2 separate regions of the Mus musculus genome follow, and region 2 is linked to region 1. The links are chromatin contacts, called in public ChIA-PET maps. All regions are on one chromosome and are shown on one strand. The core of a region is the stretch at or near the end of the contact, and the rest is flanking DNA. Distances in the headings are between cores, read along the strand shown. Region 1 holds the start of Zfp414 (zinc finger protein 414). Region 2 holds the start of AA388235 (expressed sequence AA388235).

Region 1 (7,451 bases), core at 1,941-4,440:
CTCTGACAGTTGTGACACCCCAGGAGCAAACAGGGTTGAGTCTGTATAGAGTTGAGGGGGGGCCAGCTGAGCCTAGGTCTCATCCCTTGCTTCTAGCTCTATGCCTGAACATTGCTCAGCCTTATCCAACTGGGTGTTGGCACCAAGGAACCCAGGTGTCAGGGCTGTGGGGTGACCAGGGTGATGGTCCTGGAAGTGGACCGTGAGGCTCTTGAAGAAGTCACACACTGCATACACAAATAGCAGCCATCTGTGTGTTTCCACGTGATGTGGCTGGGAGCCAGGTACCCTGCAGGCACCTCAGTCTCCCTCCAGAAAGCCTTTCAACCATGGATGGTAGACGTTGGCCAGAACAGATTAGACTTTTCCCTGGGTCCATCCCCCTCAGCTGCCAGGGTCCAGGCAAGCTGGATTCTTTTTCCTGGGCTTGACTGCCCATCACCGCAGGCACCACATTTGCCTCCTATCCCTGGATCCACCACCGGAGAAGAGCACTCAGAGATTGGACAAGACACAAATGTTTACACAGGAACGCCAGCGCAGATGAAGGCATAGGTACCAGTCATTTTAAAGGTAAAAATCATGTATTTTAAGGGACAGGCACTGCTGCTTTCCAGCATTCGCAAGGCCCACACAGGGCATAGGAATGAAGGCCCCTCCACCCTGCCCTGGTGGTCACCTGCACGCACCTGAGGGCGCATCAGAGCCACCCTGAGGTCTTCTGGGACTACTGGTAGCGCCTGCAGGAAAGAAGCAGTTCAAGTTCAGAATAAAGGTGGGCTCAGCCAGCTTTGCAGGCAACCTGCTCCTATACTCACCTTGACTCTTCTTCCAGATGGCAGTGCTGGATGCTGGTGGCCCTGGAGTGGCAGCCAGGAATGGGCGCAGTCGAGGGGGACTCAGGCCAAAGGGTGCAGGGTTCAAGTATGGAAGGAAGGGCCCAGTGGGGGCAGAGGTAAAAGGCTCAAGTAGTGGGAATGGCAGGCCCAGGGAAGACGAAGGGTCGGACTCTGGGGGACGCTCGGGTACAGGTGGCTCTTTGTCCAGGGCAGGGGGTGGTGGCGGGGCTGGGTTCTGACCATGGTCTATACAAACATGCAGATGCTTGAAGAGTGAACGGTGAGTGCGGAAGCGCAGGAGGCAATTCTCACACCTGGGGGCAGGCACAGTACTGGACTATATCCTGGGCAACAGGAAGGGCCTATCCACTGCTTCCCAGGGACCAAGATGTAGGAAGGGTATCTATATCAGAATCTCTGTAGTACTGCACACAAAGTAAAGGAGCTTGGCCTACAGGCCCTCCTTTACTGTAGTCTTAATTCTTCTGGACCTTTCCAGCTCAGAATCTCAAGTTTGGTTTTACTTAAGTGCCAGTTTTCCACATAAGACATGAGGTAGAACTGGACGGAACCACGGCATGTATACCCTGCACCTCCAAACTGAGCCCGTAGCCAGAATGACTTAATTCCCATCTGTTTTCCATGCATGGTTGGAGCTGGTTTCCCAGGCCACACTCATACTTCAACCCACCCTTCCTCCACACACACTAAGAAGCACTAAAGATCTGGGAATTGAAAGAGGGGGATGGTCAGGCTCTCACTTGAAGTAGCGGTTGGGCTTGTAATGCAGCTTGCCGTGGGCTACCAGCTCCTGCATGCTGGGGAAACTCTCAGTGCAGCTCAGCGCGGAGCATCGGAAGAGTTTGCCTGGTAGGGATAAAGTGCAGATGTGGAGTGGGGTGGTTAAGACTAACTCTGGGGGGGGGGGCTCTGCCTATCTGCTTCACTATCAGCAACCCTCATCTTACCTTCCAGTGACTGTGTGGGTGGGCAGTGGGTACGGAGATGCTGTGCTAGATCACGAACACTGGGGAAACTGAGGCAGCAGCCGGGGCTAGAGCAGGGTATTTGTTTCCCTGCAGGAACGAATGGGTGTCATTACTCTCTTCCTTACTGACCTACCCAAAAGCCTTGATTACTCCCCACCCAGCCACTGTCAGAATAAACTGCCCGGAAGGGCTGGATTGGTTTAGTTCATCTCTGGAGCCACACCTGACATATTGACAAGGTGCTCAGTAAATGGTGAAGACCACCCCCCACCCCACCCCCCCACCCCCGCAATGGGATAAAAGGTGATTCCTTGTCTTGCACCATCTCAGCCCTATCAAAGGCATGTGACTCCCCAGAAAGGTCCACAGATAACCTGGCGGTGGACGGCGTCTGGGCAACCGAAGGTCCTCATTGGTCCCCACGCCTGTGTTGGTTGAGCCAGTCTGGCAACTGTCTGAGGCTGGATAGGCAACTTGCTGCAGAGGTCCTCCATGGTCCCACACTGGTGGCATGGCTGTTGGGTTAGGGCTGGGCTCCTCCACGGAGGAAAAAGTGGCTGGAGCTGCCCCATCTGGAGATGCCACCTCCTTGTCTGGCTCACCGGAGCTGGATTCTACAGTGGTCAGCGTGTCCGAGCTGGGCCTGGATGGTTCCTCCTGGTGCAAGAAGTGGCTAAAATCAGGCTGGGATCCCTAGGTCAGACAGATGCCCTTCTACTACAAAGGTCCACAAGACAGACTCCTTCAACACTCACCAGATATTACCCAGTCATTCCACTTTCTGAGTCACCAGCAAGATACGGGAGATAAGGGCAGACCGAGCTACTGTCTCCTAATTCCAATTGCAGGAGTTATCAGGGATTATGCATAAAAAAGCAGCATTAACATCCCTTCCTCAATTTTGGCAGGAGAGGCACTAGGGGCGGAGGTGTGGCCTAGAGGAGCAACTAGGAAATGCTGGAGGGCCTACAGTGGATCGTGTGATGATGGGGAATACTGGCTAAGCTAGAGCTGAGCAGATAGACGCTCTGAGCCAATACGTGTTAAATTTAGGGACTGAACTCTAGGAGAGTGGGTGTGGCCCGGCCTTCAGGGCTGGACGAAAGCTAAGTGACAGTCAGAGGCGGGCGGGGACCCGGATGTGGGGGCGGGGTCAGCTGGAGGGGGGCGCGCGGCAGGACCGTTCCCTGTCAGTCCCGCTGCTCTTCCGCGTCCGCGTGCGGGGTGCTGCGCTCACCATCCTCTACTCAGTTACACCTCTGGTTCCCGTGCCTTCGGAGGCTCTGGCTCCAGCAGGGGCGTCTTCCTCGGCGACACGGTCTCTCGCTCACATCGGCGCCATTTTCCCGCTTCTCAGATCTCGCGAGACATGGGGTGTGGCCTAATTCTGGGCGCTTCTCTAGAAGGAGGGGCCTGAGACTACACTGCAGCTCTTATACAGAAACAGAGAAGGTCTGCTTTTGATTGGTCTTAAATTTCAGAGAAAACTGACAAAAGCTCTTCCCCTCCCCACTTTTATAGCCCAGGTTGGCCTTACACAGAAGTTGACCTTGAACTTAGATGCCAATACACCAGGTTTTAGGTGGTACTGAGTATCAAACCCAGAGTTTTCATATATGCTAGGCAAACTCTCTACAAAGCAAGCCACATCCTTAGCTCTGTACACATACACGTACAAATGAATATGTATATGCACAGATGTGAGCAGGTAAGAGCGGAGGTCCAAGGTAGACATTGTCTTCCTTCATTGCTCTCCACTTCATTCACTGAGGCAACATCTCTCACTGAAGTTGGAGCTCACCAGTTCCCACCTAGCTAGCTAACTTACTTGTCAGAAGATTCCTGTGTCCACCTCCAAAGGGCCCTGATTACAGGAAGCTGCTATGCCTCACAGGGAGGGCTAGAGATCCAAACTCTTTCTCATTTACATGATTGTGGGTTTGAACCCTGGTCCCTTGTGTCTGCACAGACCCATCTTCCTAGCAAGCACCATAAAATTTTCAGCACATCCAGTGTGCAGCAAGTACGAATCTGTTGTAATAGCCCAATGTGAGAAACACTCTAACTAATGGATCTTCAGGAACAAGCAAATTCCACAGGTCGAGAGGTGTGAAAATGAATCCCAAGTGCACTACTACTGAGAGGTCGCCTGCCCACCCTACTTTCCTTAAGTGCATCCTATGTGCCAGGAACTTAGTACTGCTCTTGGGAGTCTCTAGTCAACCAAGAAAATGGAGAGACAATAAATCAACAACAGCAGAAAAATGATCTTGGATCTATCCTAGGAGATAAGAAAACAAACAAAACTGATGTGAAATGAGGAGTCAGGGAAGCCTGTCTAAGGGGGTGACTTGAGCTGTGCCTTGATGCCTACAGAAGCAGAGCACTACAGCAAGCTGGCGCAGATGTCCTGAGCTGGCAAAGAGCAAGCTCCCCTTTCGTAAGCAAGGGCGAGACCTCTGCACTATTGAAACAGAATAAAGATGTTGGTATGGAGGTCAGAAAGAGAACTTGGGTGAGTCCTGTAGGGCTTCCTTTCTTCCTTCCTTTCTTTCTTTCTTTCTTTCTTTCTTTCTTTCTTTCTTTCTTTCTTTCTTTTGTTTTGTTTTTTCGAGACAGGGTTTCTCTGTGTAGCCCTGGCTGGAACTCACTCTGTAGATCAGGCTGGCCTCGAACTCAGAAATCTGCCTGCCTCTGCCTCCCGAGTGCTGGGATTAAAGGCGTGCGCCACCACGCCTGGCTCCTGTAGGACTTTCAAGAGGTGGAAGAGAGAGAAACCATGGTTTCTGAAGTAGTCATTGATGAATGTTTGTTTTTCCATTTTTGTGTATGTGGTTGCATGTATATATGCACACATGTTTGTGGGGTATTTGTTTGCAGGTGCATACTCACATTTGTGGGTACATGTTCACTTTGTGGCTTGTGCATATGGAGGCTGGTGGTTGCAGTGGGGAATAATCCTCCAGGCCTCTTCCTCCTTATTCGATGAGACAGGACCTCAAAATCAAACTCAGAGCTCAACAATATGACTATTCTTGCTCTGGGGATGCACGGTCTCTACTGTCTGAGGCTGAAGCTGCAGGTGGGCCATAGTGCCCACCTGGCATTTACCTGGTATCTGGGGATATGAACTTAGGTCGTCATATTTCTATGGTAGGATCAGTTGTATGACAAGACTTTTTCCAGGGAAACACAAACACTTCTACTCACCTTAGATAAATAACCCATGACAGAGCAAAGTATGAATAACACCAAAGCCACTATAGTGGATCAAGGGTTTTCTTAAGTTACTACAGGGATATAGGCAAGGGGTTACTTACTGAGGGAGAAATGACTCAAAGACATTTGAATCTGCCTTACCAAATTCCACCCCTTAATGGGTGTATTAGTTAGGATTTTACTGTTGTGAACTGACACCATGACCAAGGCAACTCTTTTTTTTTTTTTTTGAAAAAATTTTTATTAGGTATTTATTTCATTTACATTTCGAATGCTATCCCAAAAGTCCCCTCCACACTCCCCCACCAACTCCCCCACCCACCCACTCCCACTTCTTGGCCCTGGCCTTCCCCATATAAAGTTTGCACTACCAATGGGCCTCTCTTTCCACTGATGGCCGACTAGGACATCTTCTGATACATATGCAGCTAGAGACATGAGCTCCGGGGGTACTGGTTAGTTCATATTGTTGTTCCACCTATAGGGTTGCAGATCCCTTTAGCTCTTTGGTTACTTTCTCTAGCTCCTCCATTGTGGGCCCTGTGATCCATCCAATAAATGATTGTGAGCATCCACTTCTGTGTTTGCTAGGCCCCGGCATAGCCTCACAAGAGACTGCTATATCTGGGTCCTTTCAGCAAAATCTTGCTAGTGTATGCAATGGTGTCAGCATTTGAAAGCTGATTATGGGATGGATCCCCGGATATGGCAGCTCTAGATGGTCCATCCTTTCATCTCAGCTCCAAACTTTGTCTCTGTAACTCCTTCCATGGGTGTTTTGTTCCCAATTCTAAGAAGGGGCAAAGAGTCTGCACTTTGATTTTCATTCTTCTTGAGTTTCATGTGTTTAGCAAATTGTATCTTATATCTTGGGTATTCTAAGTTTCTGGGCTAACATCCACTTATCAGTGAGTACATATTGTGTGAGTTCTTTTGTGATTGGGTTACCTCACTCAGGATGATGCCCTCTAGGTCCATCCATTTGCCTAGGAATTTCATAAATTCATTCTTTTTAATAGCTGAGTAGTACTCCATTGTGTAAATGTACCACATTTTCTGTATCCATTCCTCTGTTGAGGGGCATCTGGGTTCTTTCCAGCTTCTGGCTATTATAAATAAGGCTGCTATGAACATAGTGGAGCATGTGTCCTTCTTACCGGTTGGAACATCTTCTGGATATATGCCCAGAAGAGGTATTGAGGGATCTTCTGGTAGTACTATGTCCAATTTTCTGAGGAAGTGCCATACTGATTTCCAGAGTGGTTGTACAAGCTTGCAATCCCACCAACAACGAAGGAGTGTTCCTCTTTCTCCACATCCTTGCCAGCATCTCCTGTCACCAGAATTTTTGACCTTAGCCATTCTGACTGGTGTAAGGTGGAATCTCAGGGTTGTTTTGATTTGCATTTCCCTGATGATTAAGAATGTTGAACATTTTTTCAGGTGCTTCTCAGCCATTCGGTATTCCTCAGGTGAGAATTCTTTGTTTAGCTCTGAGCCCCATTTTTTAATGGGGTTATTTGATTTTCTGGCATCCACCTTCTTGAGTTCTTTATATATATTGGATATCAGTCCCCTATCTGATTTAGGATAGATAAACATCCTTTCCCAATCTGTTGGTGGCCCTTTTGTCTTATTGACAGTGTCTTTTGCCTTTCAGAAGCTTTGCAATTTTATGAGGTCCCATTTGTTGATTCTCTATCTTACAGCACAAGCCATTGCTGTTCTATTCAGGAATTTTTCCCCTGTACCCATATCTTCGAGGCTTTTTCCTACTTTTTCCTCTATAAGTTTCAGTGTCTCTGGTTTTATGTGGAGTTCCTTTAATCCACTTAGATTTGACTTTAGTGCAATGTTGGGAGCCGCGCCCACATTCGCCGTTACAAGATGGCGCTGACAGCTGTGTTCTAAGTGGTAAACAAATAATCTGCGCATGTGCCGAGGGTGGTTCTCCACTCCATGTGCTCTGCCTTCCCCGTGACGTCAACTCGGCCGATGGGCTGCAGCCAATCAGGGAGTGACACGTCCTAGGCGAAATATAACTCTCCTAAAAAAGGGACGGGGTTTCGTTTTCTCTCTCTCTTGCTTCTTACACTCTTGCTCCTGAAGATGTAAGCAATAAAGTTTTGCCGCAGAAGATTCTGGTCTGTGGTGTTCTTCCTGGCCGGGCGTGAGAACGCGTCTAATAACAATTGGTGCTGAAATCCGGGACGAGAAAAAATCCGGGACGAAAAAATACAAAAAAACTCGGGACTGGCGCAAGGAAGATCCCTCATTCCAGAACCAGAACTGCGGGTCGCGGTAATAAAGGTTCCCGTAAAGCAGACTGTTAAGAAGGATTCAACTGTATGAATTCAGAACTTTTCAGCTGGGGAACGAGAGTACCAGTGAGTATAGCTTTACG
Region 2 (6,927 bases), core at 3,703-6,202, 350 kb before region 1:
CTGAGGTCAGGCATAAGGCAGGGTTGTAAGACACGGAGGCCAAGAGAGGCCTCTGTGTGAAGCTGTGACAGTGAATTCTGGATTCCACTGGGGACCTCAAATGTTGGGGATGCCACAGTCACGGGACACCTCTCAACCAAAGGTGCTGAGAGGGAGAGGAACCAGCCCAAGAGACAGAAGTGTGATGCAGTCAACAAAGGAGACAGGAGATCTGGAGTGCTTTGACATCAGACAGGGAGATGCAGCGTTGGCCCAGCTGCTCTCTGGTCTTGCTCTGGTTCAGCATCTCCTCACGATGCTCCCTCTCCTGCATTTTGGAAAGGTGATGCACATCCTGTGCCATGGCATGGGGAAAGAATGTGATCTATAAGATTTTTTATTTTTATTTATTTGTTTGTTTGTTTTGGTTTTTCAAGACAGGTTTTCTCTGTAGCCCTGGCTGTCCTGGAACTCACTTTGTAGACCAGGCTGGCCTCGAACTCAGAAATCCGCCTGCCTCTGCCTCCTGAGTGCTGGGATTAAAGGCGTGCGCCACCACGCCTGACTCCTGATTTTTTATTTGTATTTTGCAGGGGTTACAGCTTAGGGATTGCATGGATCTCAGAAGAGACTCAGAACTTTGAAGTTCATAATGTGTTGAGATTGTGATAGACTATTAGACTATGAGGTTTTAAGTCGGCTGAAGCATTTTTGCCTTATGATATTGCTGCAAGCCTGTGGGGAACAGGAAATGGAATGTTGTGGTTTGAATTAGAATGGTTTCCCCATAGGCTCATCCATATTATAATCTTGATCATCAAGGTGTAGGAGGTGTGGCCTTGTTAGAGGAATGTGGCCCTGTTTGAGGAAAAGAGTCAGAGGGTAGGATTTGGTTTTCAAAAGCCAGGCCTAGTCTCTTTCTGTCTCTCTCTGTCTCTGTCTCTCTGTCTCTATCTGTCTCTGTCGCTGTCTCTGTCTCTCTCCTGCTGCCTATGGATCCCTATGTAGAACTCTCAGCCCTTTCCCCAGCCCCATGGCTGCCTGTGTGCATCTCTTCATGATGAGAATGGACTGACCTCTGAAATGTAAACAAGCTCCAATTAAATGATTTTTAAATGTGTTTTTATTTGTTTATGATGTCTCCTCACAGCAATACAACAATGACTAAGACATTTTCTTATGTATTTCATGCATAGAAACACCATAGTTAATTAGCTACGACCAAAGTTCCTTGGGAGTCAAGACACTATAAAATTCATGCTGCCAGAGATGACCATTCTGGGTAGGGCAGTCCACTGTGGACATTATGTTGTCTCTGCTTCCCATTGTGGTAATTACAATCACCCTGCCTTTGGCAATTGGGCGCTGTTGAGAATTAAACCCACTGCATTTAATTCATTCAATTCAGCAGCAGCAGGATCTCCAACCCTAAGGTCTGCACAAGGAAAAGGACGACGACAAAGCTCTTCAAATGTGCTGGTGCCCTCTCAACATTTTGTGCCTTATATGATCAGTGAAGGGCGTGTCTTCTGGGCTGTCCCATGGCTAAAGAATTAGGTTTCACACAGCATGACCACTCCACCATTGCATATTCCCTCAGCTGTAAATCCCTCCATCAACACTAAGCCAAGACATATTAGACATCTTCAACTCCTTTTCAGTAGACCATCTTTCCATAACCACTTCAGCTAAAGATTCAAACACAGTCTTGACAACTTTTTAAAATGTGAAATCTTCCATACTAAAGCTACAATCTTTACACAGTGGACCCATGTCAAAAAACTCAGCCTGACCCAGTTTTATGTTCCTTCCACTATTATCCCACACCCTCAGAATCCATTCCCACACATGTTCCCCACATGCTACTTAATGAATTAGCAAACTCGTCAAGCTCCTTACATGAGTGCACAGAAGTGCAGGGTTACTCCTCATGGACTACACACTCCACCTTCCCTCCTGGAATCTACTTTGTCTGAAGTCTGGTTATAGGTCTAGAGACAGGTAACACAGCTGCTGAACAACCCTGGAGTTGAGAAAGGACTGTTGGATTCGATTGGCGCACATATGTGAGAACCTCAGAATGGAAGGAAGGAAATGTGTTGAGTTCAGGGAAATGGTTTGCCTTTGTTTCAACATGAAAAGTAAAGCTATAACTTCCTTCAAAATTCATAAAGATGAGATTTGACCAGAGGAGACATCCTGAAAATCTTGGCTGCAAAAATGAAGACAACAAGCAGATCAACAAAACTAAACAAAACATGAATTCTCATCCCTCTATGTGGAAACAGCTATGAAGAAGGCCAAGAATGGAATGTCTCCAGCCAGGATGTCAGCTATTCATGTCCAATAAATCTTGTTGGCTACAAAGTCCACATGACTTATGAGGTTATCCTTTCATGTGGCACAAGTGGATATTTATATTGCAGCTTGAGTATATAGCGCAAACAGAGTTATAAAGCTCTGTGCACACTGTACATTCCATACATGTGTTAATGTAGAAATGCATATCACCTATAAAAGTTTGTGTGTTTACAGAGAAAGGACCAGACACCAAAGAAGACAAGACAAATAGCCTAAATGATCCAACCTCAAACTGCCTTAATGGCTGGCCCCTCAAAATTATGCATCCAGAACAACTTCAAAATAGCTAATCTTGCAGCCTCAAAGACTGCCCCACCCAAGGATTCAGCTAAGCCCTGCACCTTCCTAGCACACAGCGAATGCACAGCAAATGTTACAGCTTGCTTTCTTAGGACTTGACCATTATCCTCATTGCCTTGGTGCCCCTGAGAGATATCATCATTCCCAGAAAGCGGGAAACAATTTTATACACACTAAGCCCTCATTCCCAAGAGTGGGGTGGTAGGTATGTGGTTGTTGAGTGGGTGTAGAATAAGTAGCAGTGGTCACAAGATCTTAAAGGTTCTGGTCATGGAGCAAACAAAGGGAAGGAGATTAGATTCTGGGGTTTCTCTCTCTCTTTTTCTCTCAGTCGTTCTTTCTCTACTATCTGGCCAGGCATTGGTGGCACACGCCTTTAATCCAAGCCCTTGGGAGGCAGAGGCAGGCAGACGTCTGAGTTTGAGGCCAGCTGGTCTACAAAGTGAGTTCCAGGACAGTCAGGGCTATACAGAGAACCCTGTCTCGAAAAAAGAAAGAAAGAGAGAGAGAGAGAAAGAAAGAAAGAAAGAAAGAAAGAAAGAAAGAAAGAAAGAAAGAGGGGGAGAAAGAAAGATAGTTTTAATAATAATAATAATGGTAATAATAATAAATAATAATAACAAAATGTTTAGCCTCTCCTTTTGCTCACAATCCAGAAGAGGTAGTGGAAGAGAAAAGTTATTTAGATATGGGGGAAGTGGACCTGTTTAACAATAGCTTTTGGGGGGCAAGCTCAATTTTCTTTGTCAGCAGTTCAGTCCCATGGCAAACACCAAATACGAATCAACAGCTTCAGTCCAGACTTCTTGGCCAGCAGACCCCATACAGGAACCAGCAGGTACAGTCCAGTCCTCTCAGTAGGGAAACACCATGCCTGAATCAGCAACTGTAGAAACCAGAAGAGCAAGCAGACACAGAGCAAGCCTTTCCTTCTTCCAGGTCTTCATGTAGGCTTCCAGCAGAAGTCATGGCCCAGAGCAAAAAGTGGGAGGGGCTCCTGCTCAAATATTCTGGTTTACACCTGTGTCTTCCTACCTCAAAGAAAAGGATCAGAAATTGATTTTCACACTTCAAATTAAGCAAAAACACCTCACAGATGCTGCCCTCCATTTTGAGGTTTTAGTTAACCCCACATGTAGCTGACATCAAAGAATCATCACCATGGTCCCTGTCCGAGTTCTGGAACTGCTCTCTGGGGCTTTGCAGCTCCTTTTAGCACCCATGGCTCTGCCTCCTGCCTCCCCTCTTACAGGGAGTTTTCTTCCCACGGCTGGAAAAGCACGTAAAGTTCTTCTGGATGTAGTTTGATGAGAGCAGGGCGGCCTGAGACCTGAGAGCCCTGGAGAAGTGCAGATAGGAAGGAGGCCCTGGGGCAGCTCAGCAGCCTGGATCCCCTTTACCCTCAGCTCTGTGGGTTCAGACGCTGTCCTCTTTGTTTCTTCCACCAGGCGGCGCTGTTGCCCAAGAATGCGATGCTTCTCTTTCATCTTCAACAGGTGAGACTCTGGAGGGTCTGCAGTGGGAGGGAAGATGGGAAAGGGGACACCTTTCTCTGCAGGAATGCTCTGGATGTTGGGATGTCATGGGCTGTTACAAATTAGCATTCAAACGTCTGAGTCGAATTTATCTTGTTCATAGGGAATCAAAAACTCACATCAGCTCAAGTGCAAAGATGAGCACACACTGTGTCTTCTTCCTGGGATGAGGCTGTGACCCACTGGGCATGGTAGGTTCATAAAATGAAATATCATCTGTATTTTTAATTTTATGCTTTTTGACAAATTGTCATTTCAATACACTCTATTTCAACCATCTTTTCCTGTCCTGTTACAGAGCGCTCTTCATTGGCTGGTGGGACAGTGATGTCCAAACATTCCTGTGCCCTCCACTCCTGTCCTCACACTCTGGATGTGTAGGAGAAAGAGAAGGAGTATTTTTCAAATCATATTTTTAAAATTTTATTGTCATGAGATGTAATCATTTTTGTATGTGAATATGTATGTGCACTAGCACTAGCATTCGATCCCTGGGAACTGAAGTTGCAGATGGTTGACAGCCACCATGTGCTGATGGAACTCACCCTGGATCCTCTGCAACAGGAACTGTTACAAACGCGTTCTCTCACACCCGGCCAGGAAGAACACAACAACCAGAATCTTCTGCGGCAAAGCTTTATTGCTTACATCTTTATGGGGCCAGAGCGCCAGAGCGCGCGGGAGAGCGAGGGCGCGCCAGAGCGCCGAGTCCTATTGTTACATCTTTAGGCAGCGAGAGAGCGCAAGGCGCGCAGAGCCAGAGAGATGCCAGCGAGAGAGAGATGGCGGAAACCCCCTCCCTCTTTAAGGAGAACTATATTTTTGCTAGGATGCATCACTCCCTGATTGGCTGCAGCCCATGGCCGAGTTGTAGTCACGGGGAAGGCAGAGTACATGGGGGGAGGAGTACCCTGGCACATGCGCAGATTATTTGTTTACCACTTAGAACACAGGATGTCAGCGCCACCTTGTGACAGCGAATGTGGGGCGGCTCCCAACAAGGAACACGTGCTCTCAGCTCTGAGCCATCTCTCCAGCCACCACTGGAATGTTCACATCAAAACCACACAGCTGATCCACAGCCTGCTGCTGAGCACATGAGAGAAACTAGAGGCCCAGGAAGAGACAGTGTCAGTGCATAGCTCAGGAGGGAGGGGAGCTGGGCACTGATGGGGAGAGGCCTGAGGACAGAGACAGAGAGGGGCTGAGCAGGAGGGGACAGAGGCAAAGGGGGAGACCTAACTCCGCAGAGTCCCCTGTTGGAGGGTATCTCTGTCAGATTGCACTGGACACATCTGCAGAACCCTGCTGGTCTCTTCCATTTCATAGTGAACGCTATGCTGGTTTGAATGAGAACAGCCACACGGGCTCATAGGAATGAATCCTTCATATCCAGCAGATGGAACTCTTGAGAAAGATTGGAGGTGTGGCTTGGTTGGAGAAGTGTCACTGGGCTGGGCATTGAGGTTTTAAACATTTCCAGGCTCCAGGCACCTGCGTTTGGCTGTGCCTGTGGTCTGGCTGGACTTTAATGGCGTAGGTTGCGGAAAGCTGGACCAGGGACCATTATAGAGCAGGTGAACGTGCAGACCGCCATTGCGCATGAGCAGGAGCTGCTCAAGATGACTGACAGGCGTTTCAGGAAGTGCATCAGGAAGCCTGGGGCTCCTTGGACAACTCTGAGCAGGAATGCATCACCATATGCATGGACCGTTACAAGGACGCCTTGAACACTGTGTCCTACGCCTACAACTCTCGACTGCCACTGGAACAAGCCAACGTGTGATCGACACCTGTGCTTTCTGACAGTGCTCTCAGAAGACAGCAAGGACCAGTGTGAGTGCAGGGACATGGCTGACCCACTGAGCTGTGACCTCATGAGAGAGCAAGCCAATGAAGCACTGATGGGAGGGTGGGGAGGAGCGACTCCCACTGTTCCCAGTGTCTCTCCTTTGGTATGCAGATAGATGTGTGAGCTTACACTGTTCTTGTACCATGTCTTTCCTCTGCCGTCATGGATTCACATTCTCTGAAAGTAGAGAACAGATTAAAAACATTCACAACTTGATGGGGTCCCAACGTCTTATAGTCGTAGAAAAGTAACGAAAGCCAAGTGTGATGACACAGGCCATTAATCCCAGCAGACAGGCGAACTCTGTGAGTTCAAGGCCAGCCTGATGAACATGGTCATCTGTGGAGACCCACCTTGCCTTATAAAAACAGGATAAAACAGAAGAAAAGTAACAGAGACAGATCCTTCTGTGGAGCTGCTTAAGGCCAGTTGCTTCCCTAGTCAGGATGAAACCTAAGAGCATCAAGTTCTCAGGGAAACGGGGGAGAGGTCAGGTCAAACTCCACACAACCAAAACCTGTGTAAACTTAATCTTTCCCAATATCACTGATCAGGGGTGAAACCTCGAAACACCAGTGTGTGCTCTCTGGCATGAGGATCATCTTTCTTCCAGTGTCCACACTGCACAGGCGTGAGGAACTCTGGGGCCAACTCAGTTATCAGATCCAGTGTCCCACACAGCTGTGACATTCATGTCTCTCACCTCATCAGCTCTTAAGTGTGAGTGAAGGTCAGGGAGGGAGGGAGAGGGTCAGAAATTACATAACTTCTACCACACTATCATCCTTTTTCTGTGGTATAGTCGGTGACAGCTCCTCTCCTACTGTGATTAAGTCACTAAAACAAATGTACCTTGGACGTGCAGACACAGAGAAGTGCAGTGGAGACAGCGATCAGTGC

The links. ChIA-PET counts read pairs in DNA pulled down with a chosen protein or histone mark.
Region 2: a contact with region 1 is called in an RNA polymerase II ChIA-PET map of memory CD8 T cells, with 114 read pairs. The contact joins the promoter of AA388235 here to the promoter of Zfp414 in region 1. A contact is called at or near these places in 2 of 115 datasets of contacts at active chromatin or transcription factors (memory CD8 T cells and pancreatic cancer cells) and 1 of 9 other capture datasets (adipose tissue).

What each region holds. Positions count from the first base shown.
Region 1 is chr17:33,624,831-33,632,281 of GRCm38.p6, reverse strand. It overlaps Zfp414 (zinc finger protein 414), which reads right to left and starts at 3,190. Exons shown (of 6, transcript NM_026712.3): 1 at 3,066-3,190; 2 at 2,203-2,485; 3 at 1,808-1,915; 4 at 1,601-1,706; 5 at 819-1,153; 6 at 566-740. The coding sequence starts at 3,068. The coding sequence ends at 676.
Region 2 is chr17:33,979,517-33,986,443 of GRCm38.p6, reverse strand. It overlaps AA388235 (expressed sequence AA388235), which reads right to left and starts at 4,952. Exons shown (of 1, transcript NR_033305.1): 1 at 1,086-4,952.